Regions from separate parts of the Sus scrofa genome. Here region 1 is linked to region 2. A link is a contact called in public Hi-C data. All regions are on one chromosome and are shown on one strand. Each heading gives the region's core, a stretch centred on a gene start, on an enhancer-like site or on the middle of the called end of the contact. The rest is flanking DNA. Distances are from core to core; before and after follow the strand shown.

Evidence for each region. A called contact is a pair of places that touch in the nucleus more often than the background predicts.
Region 1: a Hi-C map of embryonic fibroblasts shows a contact between it and region 2, with 2.6 times the contacts expected there. The contact joins two enhancer-like sites.

Annotation. Positions count from the first base shown.
Region 1 is chr1:184,438,418-184,442,820 of Sscrofa11.1, reverse strand. No RefSeq gene overlaps it. Among named protein-coding and RNA genes, the nearest start is that of MAPK1IP1L, 39 kb to the right of the region's middle. Within about 2 kb of position 2,375, at least 15 of the 83 cell types and tissues checked have an H3K27ac peak or open chromatin away from gene starts, as enhancers often do. A contact at or near this core is called in embryonic fibroblasts, where this site is marked.
Region 2 is chr1:184,150,121-184,154,619 of Sscrofa11.1, reverse strand. The region is part of intron 1 of LOC106509117 (a long non-coding RNA gene); the gene reads right to left. Among named protein-coding and RNA genes, the nearest start is that of GCH1, 110 kb to the left of the region's middle. Within about 2 kb of position 3,044, at least 14 of the 83 cell types and tissues checked have an H3K27ac peak or open chromatin away from gene starts, as enhancers often do. A contact at or near this core is called in embryonic fibroblasts, where this site is marked.

The DNA of each region.
Region 1 (4,403 bases), core at 1,126-3,625, 290 kb before region 2:
GTTTTCAAGATTCTCACTCTTGGAGTTCCTGTCGTGGCTCAGCAGAAACGAATCTGACTAGCATCCATGAGGATGCAGGTTTGATCCCTGGCCTCACTCAGTGGGTTAAGGATCCAGCATTGCTGTGAGCTGTGGTATAGATTGCAGACACGGCTCCATTCCCGCATTGCTATGACTGTGATATAGGCCGGCAGCTGTAGCTCCAATTCAACCCCTAGCCTGGGAACCTCCATATGCCACAGGTGCGGCCCTAAACAAACTGAAAAAAAAGATTCTCACTCTTTTGCCCCTGGGATGGAGTGTGAGTCTGAAACAGCAGTAAGTCACTGATATAGGAGATACAAGGAACTGGAGCAGTAGATGCTCTCCAAAACAAAAGTGCAAAAGAGGGAGCCAGAGAGAGGGTGTGGGTGTGAGTATGTGTGTGTGTGTGTGTGTGTGGGTGGGTGTGTGTGTGTTTAGCCCTGGCCTAAGTGTTCTTGGCCCATGGGCAGAGATAGCCAATCCTTGATCTAATGTGTTGTTGTACTTTTATCCTTTAAGATTTTTAAGCCCCCTGGTCCTGCAAGAAACAATAAGGGCTAATAAGAAGCAGGTTGTGCTCTGGGAAACAGGAAATCTGGTTCCATTTATGACTTCGTCAGTCCCTGCCTGGAATTTTGAGCAGCTTCAGTTTGCTGCCCCGTGCTTTGGGTCTGTCCTGTCTGGAGGTGCCAGGGGTTGGGTTGCAGGGGTTGGAGTTGTTTTTCTTGCAAGATAGTGCTCTTGTCCTTGGCTGTTAAAAATGAGACAAGCCGGGAAGCTTTGCCATTTGGAGATGTTTGTTACGTTTGGCTTATTCTGCTTGCGTGTTTCTTTCTTTTTTACTTTCTGGATACACAGAAAGAACATATGTTTGTAGTATTGGAGGCTGAGGATGAACTTCCTGTGTGGCAGCCCTCCTGAAATGTATTCTTGCATGCACAAATGCAAAGGCACATGTTGACCTCATCTCTCAACCCTTCAGGAACTCTTTGGGGAATGGTGGTGTGGTCACTGTCAGAGTAGAGCAACAAACAAGTCTGCTTTAATCAGAGATGAGCTACATTTGAGCAGTACTAAAGTTGCTCATGGAAAAGTAATTTATTTAGACATCAGGATTTTTAAGCATTTTATTGAAGTGTAACATACATGCAAAAAAGTGTATGCATTATGAATATACAGCTTGGAGTTCCCACTGTGGTGCAATGGGATCAGTGGCATCTTTGCACTGCCAGGATGCAGGTTGGATCCCTGGACCAGCACAGTGGGCTGGGGAACTCCATGTGCCCCAGGACAGTCTAAATAAAGAAAATAATAAAATAAAATACATTTTAAAAATATACAGCTTGGTGAATTTGTACAAAGTGAACACACCTGTCATCCAGGTAACCACTGTCTGGGTCTGCTAGACATTAGTGGCACTCCACTAGACCCCTGTATCGCCTCCCTCCCAGTTACTAGTCCTTTGAGTTATAGCCACTGACCTTTTAACACTTTATATCAGTTTCACCTGTTTTTGAACTTTATATATATTTGTGAAGTTTATTTATATTTTGCATAGATGTGGTTCATTTATTCTTTCCTCTTGGAATTCATGAAGGAAATATACCACAGTCTACTTGTGCATTCTATGTTGATGGGATTTAGGGTTGGTTTCTGTTTGGGGCTGTTTCCCATTATGCTGCTATGAACAGTTTTGCACATATGTTTTGGTGCCTCTGTGCATACATTTCTGCTGTATACATTCCTACAAGTGAAATTGCTGGGTCACAGAGTATGCCTACATTCAGCTTTTAATAGGCCTTGGAAACAGCAATGATAAGAGTTAGAAATGTATTTGTGATAGGGGACAAAGCATAGGGCTAAGATCAGGCCCAGGGCTCTGGTCCCCTCCCAGACTCGGATTACAGAACATCGAGAGCAACCTACTCACCCCCAGTGTCTCCTCAACAGCAAACTGGAAATAATCAGTACCTGCTCTATTCTATTGCTGTGGGTGGGAAAGCCCTCTGCAAATTCTCAAGCTACACGAATGGAAGGTGTCATTAATATGGAAGTGAGAGAGGGAGCCCTTTAATTATTAATGTGAACTAAAGAACAACTATATTTATGTGAATTTCCATTTTCAGTTAAGAATCCAGAGATTAGATTAACTGCTCTGCTAGACAGAGCGGCAGTGCCTCAGGGGCTTATAGTAGTATTCTCTCAAACCCAGACACAAAGAGTATCCTCCCAAGCCTGTCCTCCTCTGTACCTCACCAGAAGATTCCTCCCCCCCACCCCGGAACCCCAGCAGTCCTCCCAGTTCTCTCTCTCATTTGCCAAATGCATCCTCCTTTCCCTTGCTTTTGGCTCTGCCCAGCTGGACCAGCTATAAGGCACCAGGAAAGCCAAAGGACACAGCATCCATGTCCCCTTTGCATTACTGAACATGAAGTTTGAGTATTGTGAGGGAAGGCTTTGGGCTTTGGGCTCAAAGTGAAACTAAAAGTTCACAGGCATTTATTTTAACTCAAGGGCTCTAAAAAATCGTAATTAATTGAAAGTCAAAACCTCTTTCATCCTATTGGTTCCTATGCAGATGGTCACACAAGTAGGTGGCAGTGCCCTCTTCTGGCCAAGGCCACACTTGCACGGCTGTGCCTAAGGTCCGGGGATTGTGACTCAGGGTTGGTTATACACTTGGGAACAGACTCATCTTGGGGTTAGTATTGAGAAAATCACATTTGGGCATCCACCCTCCTTTATTTTTTATTTTTTATTTTTAGTGTCCTTTTAGGGCCACACCCACGGCATATGTAGGTTCCCAGGCTAGGAGTTGAATCAGAGCTACAGCTGCCGGCCTACACCACAGCCACAGCAACGCCAGATCCAAGCTGCGTCTGCGACCTACACCACAACTCACGGCAATGCCGGATCCTCAACCCGCTGAGCGAGGCCAGGTATCGAATCCGAAACCTCATGGTTCCCATTTGGATTCGTTTCTGCTGCGCCACGACAGGAACTTCAAAACCCATTTTTAAAATTAGCCAAATGGTTATAGCTAGGCAGAGAGATTTTGGTTATATATATCTAAATATTGTATATATGTATAATATATATTTGTGTTTCCTTCAGCGATTGATCAGAAGGACCCACGAGACCCAATAGCAAGTTTTTTTTTGTTGTTGTTTTTTGTCTTTTGTCTTTTTGTTGTTGTTGTTGCTATTTCTTGGGCCGCTCCCGGGGCATATGGAGGTTCCCAGGCTAGGGGTTGAATCGGAGCTGTAGCCACCAGCCTACGCCAGAGCCACAGCAACGCGGGATCCGAGCCGCGTCTGCAACCTACACCACAGCTCACGGCAACGCCGGATCGTTAACCCACTGAGCATAGGGCAGGGATCGAACCCGCAACCTCATGGTTCCTAGTCGGATTCGTTAACCACTGCGGCACGACGGGAACTCCCCAATAGCAAGTTTTATACTCACTCAGATTTATGGTAGCAAGAGATAGAGACTGAAAGCAGCAGGAAAACGACATCTATTCATGGAGTCTAGAAAGGTTTAACACTGGCTTCCAATGTCCTTCCTGGTCCAACGTTACACAGGACTACTCATTCTCTCACTGTTGACTGTGAACATGTGTGAGAGAAATGTCTTTGCCCATAGAAGCCATTTGGGTCTCAGAGTCCAAAGCGTTTATGGGGAGCTGGTCACATATCCTGCTATGCGACCAACCATGACAATCAAAACTCAGGACCCTACCAATGAAACCAGGTATAGATTGTAGATTTTGATGTTTATGCAAAGCAACTTGACAAGAAGGTATGGTATGGTCCATTGATCCAGGAGTGTATAGCCCATCGATCACTAACAAAAAGAACACTCTAGGGTCGCATTTCCAGCAGTAGGCAAAGTGTTAATCATGGATCCCTTGAAGACAGGTACGGAGTAAGCAACCAGACCTGCTGTGTTAACTCTTTCCTCACAGTCTGTATTTCCTAAAATGTCTGTGATTAACCTCTATTACTTTTGTAGTCAGAAAAGTAACTATCAGGCAGTTCCCATTGTGGTGCAGCAGAAACGAATCAAACTAGTGACCATGAGGTTGAGGGTTCACTCCCTGGCCTTGCTTAGTGGATTAAGGATCCGGTGTTGAAGTTCCTGTCGTGGCCCAGCAGAAATGAATCCGACTAAGAACCATGAGGTTGAGGGTTCGATCCCTGGCCTCGCTCAGTGGGTTAAGGATCTGGTGTTGCCATGAGCTGTGGTGTAGGTCGAAGATGCGGCTTGGATCCTGCATTGCTGTGGCGGTGGTGTAGGCCGGCAGCTGTAGCTCTGATTGGCCCACTAGCCTGGGAACCTCCATATGCCACAGGTGCGGCCCTAAAAAAAAAAAAAAA
Region 2 (4,499 bases), core at 1,795-4,294:
TGTAGCTTATGACTCTTGCCATTGGTTAATGAGGTATTGACCGGACTGCCCTTGGGATTTGTCATAATGATGATAATATTAGCCACTAACACTCAAGATCAACGTTCTAGGTGTTTTGTACACCTCAACTCATTTGATCCTCTGAATAGAGGACTAAATACCTCACCGAGTATGTAGCACACCACTGGCTGTTACCCCTAATTCACCGATGGAGAAGGCACAGAGAAACAGAATAATTTACCCAAGGACACAGAGCTGGGAGAGGCATAGCTGGGAAATGAACTCAGAAAATTGGGCTCTGAAGCCCCAGGGGTTTGAAGCCAGGCTGTTCAGTCTTGCAGCACTTTCTTCAAGCTACCAGATGGGGAGAAATCCCATTTTCAAGGTGAGAGAAGCTAGTGTTTGAAATGGGCACAAAGCTTCCAGTTTCCCAGGATCTTCTCAGCATCCTGGTCAAGGAATACCCTCTTTAGGATAAATATGAAAATGTGCCTGAGTTGGGGTTTAGGGCAGATCTGGGTAGCTGGAGGTCCTTTCCTCTTCAGAGGCTAGGGTCCTGTGGGCAGCTTCTCTGAAGGGGCATCTGGGACTGCAGGACACAGCAGGTGCCTCCGTCAGTGGGGGAGGGGTGGTAGGAAGCACCCCCAGGGGCCCCCCTGGCTGCAGGGAGGGGCTGAGCTGAAGCTTCTTCCCTTCCAACATCCAGTGGAAGTGGGTGGGAGGCCTCTACAGGCACTTCCGCTCTCTAGCACCTGTTCCTTTTTATTTTATTTTTTGAGTCAGTCCCTCAAATGGTCGGATTTGCTGGCTTCCTGCTGGCTCGCCACTGAACCTAGCCTTTGAATGGGAGACTGAGTCAGAGCAGCCTCAAACGTGCCTGAAAGGTGAGAACTACTGCTCAAAAGAGCACTTTTCATAGCATTAAATTCCCCTGCTTTGGAATCTTTGAACCAGAGTGATCCACAGGTTGCCGCCCAGCTGGAGACATATGATAAAAGAAACTGGCCTGCTCAGAGGCCAGAGGGAGCTGACAGAGGAGTTTAACAAAGGTGAGGCTGGGATGGTTCTGAGACCCAGTGATCCCACAGTGTGCTATGGGTGGGACAGGAAGTTACCTGGCCACCTGGGACACCACCTGGTTCCGTGATGCCACTTAAAGCTCCTGCAGACTTTGAGAGCTTGAAGAGAGACAGTGGACCCACATAAAGCCACCAGAGTTTGTGTTTGGCATGGGCCCAGGTGGGGCTGGACACTAGTCAGACAGGGAGCCTAGGCCCTTACCCACCTGGACACCGAGTAGGGTCACACTTTCCCATGGCTGTGAGGAGTGAGGAGAACTTGGGGCCAAGCAGCTGCCCTCCAGAGGGCAGTTTCAGCGGCCCAGGGAAGTGGGGGGTGCACTGAGTCTTGCCTCAATCTTTTTCTTTTTTATAGTTGATATACATTGTTCTGTCACTTTCTGCTGTACAGCAAAGTGCCCCAGTCATACATCTAATACACACTCTTTCTCATATTATCTTTCATCATGTCCCATCATAGCTGGATCCATCACAGTTCCCTGTGTGCTATACAGCAGGACCTCACTGCCTATCCATTCTTACTGTAACAGTTTGCATCTATAGCACCAAACATGAAAGTCCCCCTGACTGCAGCCCCCTCCTGCCTGGAGTCAAGGCCCCTCCTCAGCCCAACTGTGTCCCCAGGTTCTTCTTGGTGTTTGTTTTCTTGCACCAGCTATATTTTAGCTCGATGGGGAACACTCCCCATCACCCTGACGCTGGATGCCCCAGAACACCCTCCTTCCTCCTCCTGTCCAGCTTCACCCACTCTTGCTGCTCCCAGTCTGCCTGGGCCTCTCTGCCACTCCTCTGGAGGAACTAGGAAGAAAGAGTATTTCTTAGGTACCATTGTCATTTACATTTAAAAATACATTTAAAAATGCCTGAGCACTTATTAAGCACCTTTGTACATGATGTGGATTTGATATTTGATCTCAGCTACCTCATTAAATATTTTTTGAAAAAATTTTTTTTTTTCCCAGCCACAGATGGCCAAGGTAGTGGAGAAGAAAGAAAGACCCTGAGCTCAGCTCCTCTCATGGGCACACCCTACTTGCAACCATGTGCAGAACAACCATCGATGAAACAGACCTGGGGGTCACACACCCAGAGGATGAGCCCCCAGAGCATTTGGCTTTGAAGGGCAGCAGGGCTTACTCTGGGGAGTCCCAGAGGGCTGGGGAAAATAGGGACTTCACTCTTAAAGGGCACACACAAAATCTTGCAGGTTCTGAAAGCTTCTGCCCTGGGTCTTTTTTTTTTTTTTTTAACAACCACACCTGTGGCATATGGAGGTTCCCAGGCTAGGGGTTGAATAGGAGCTGTAGCTCCTGGCCTATGCCACAGCCATAGCAATGCCAGATCTGAGCCACATCTGTGACCTACACTGCAGCTTACCACAATTCTGGATCCTTCAACCCACTGAGCGAGGCCAGAGATTGAACCCGCGTCCTCATGGATACTAGTCAGGTTCTTAACCCACTGAGCCACAACAGGAACTCCCACAAGCAATTTGATAGGAGCCAGGATCAGACTTATCTGCTGATCCTGGAGCATCTCCTGGAGAGGCAGGAGGTAACCGCCACTCACCCTGGGGACACAGACACAGCAGCAGCCATTTTGGGGAGCTCATTCTCCCACATGGACTCTGATGCTGGCAAGTGCCATTGTGGAATCCTCCCTCTAGCTTATCAGTCCCAGGACCCAGCCTTGTCCTGGCCCAACATCATATGGGCACCACTACTGGGATGGCTCAGGCCAAGCAACTAACTGGTGGGGACACAGCCCCATCCATCAGCAGACAGGATGCCTTCAGACCTCCTGAGCCCAGAGACACCTCTGGATGTGGCCCTGCCACCAGGGTGTCCAGAATACAGCTCTACCCACCAGTGGGCAGGCACTGGCCCCAGAATCCTCTGGGCCTGACCCACCCCTCTGGGAAGTGAGCTCTAGCCACAAGACCAACTTCAACCACCAGGGGGCAGACATCAGATGCAGGAAAATCACAATCCTGCAGCGTGGGGACCCAGTCTGCCTACCAGCAGGCCAGATCCTACCCAGGGATAAGCTAGGCTCTGGCTCTGCCCACTAGCAGGCCAATACAAGCTTTGAGACACCCCAGACCTAACCCAACTGTGTCAGGAACTACCCGCCCCTCCCCGCCGCCCACTGCCCCAAAGGATTTGGCATAATTTCAGGAAACCCCGGGCCCTGTAACCACACTCCAGGACCTAGCTCTGCCTGCTGGTAGGGTGGCACCAATTCCAGGACCTGGCTTCATTCACCAGTGGGCCAGCGACACCACCACAGACTCTGGACTCTGACTCCACCCACCAGTGAGCCAGCACCTGCGGTTCTGCAGTCAGCTACCTCGTGACTCAATCCCGCCAACCAGAAGCCGGCAGTCTCCGCGCCAGGCAGGGCCTGGCACTCAGTGGAACGCGGGCCAGCCGAGTCTACCCGACCGCCCACATAGCCCATTGCAATGGAAGAACACACGCAGACCTCCTATGGGGACCCCTAGAGAGTTTAACTCAGGTGACGAGAGGCAGGTGTGCTGCTGGCACACACAGAACATTGCCCACAACAGGCCACTTTGCCAAGGTCGGGGAGCATCACCAACCTACCAGATACATAAAAATACAGCAGCCGCTAAGAGACCAGGCACCAATGCCTGCCCTCGCCAACCAGGAGTGAGCACAGCCCGTGAGGAGGCACCAATCAGATGACATGTAAAACAGTGAAGTTAGAATATTTCCTGACACCAAATACAAAAATAAACTCAAAATGGATTCAAGACTAGAAGTTAGAATATTTCCTGACACCAAATACAAAAATAAACTCAAAATGGATTCAAGACTAAATTTAACACTAGAAACCATAAAACCCCTAGAAGAAAACATACGCAGAAAGCTCTTTGACATATATCACAGTAATTTTCTTTTGTAAAATAAAGTAACATTTTATTTTTTTTCTTTTTTGGCTGCACCTGTGACCCATGGAAGTTCCCCAGCCAGAGATCGAATCCAAGCCACAGCTCCAGATCCTTAACCTACTGTACCAGGCTGCAGAATCGAACAGATGCAAACAGAGACAAGCCAGATCATTAATCCACTGCATCATGGTGGGAAGCTTTTTTTTTTTTTTTTTTTTTTTTTTTGTCTTTTTAGAGCTGCACTCATGGCATATGGAGATTCCCAGGCTAGGGGTGGAATCTGAGCTGTAGCTGCCAGCCTATGCCATAGCATCGCTGGATCTGAGGTGCATCTGCGAACTACACCACAGCTCACAGCAATGCCAGATCCTTAACCCACTGAGCAAGGCCAGAGACTGAACCCACATCCTCATGGATAGTAGTAGGATTCATTAACCACTAGCCATGATAGGAACTCCCTGGAACTCTCTCTCTCTCTCTCTCTTTTTTAAAATTTATCTCCTAAG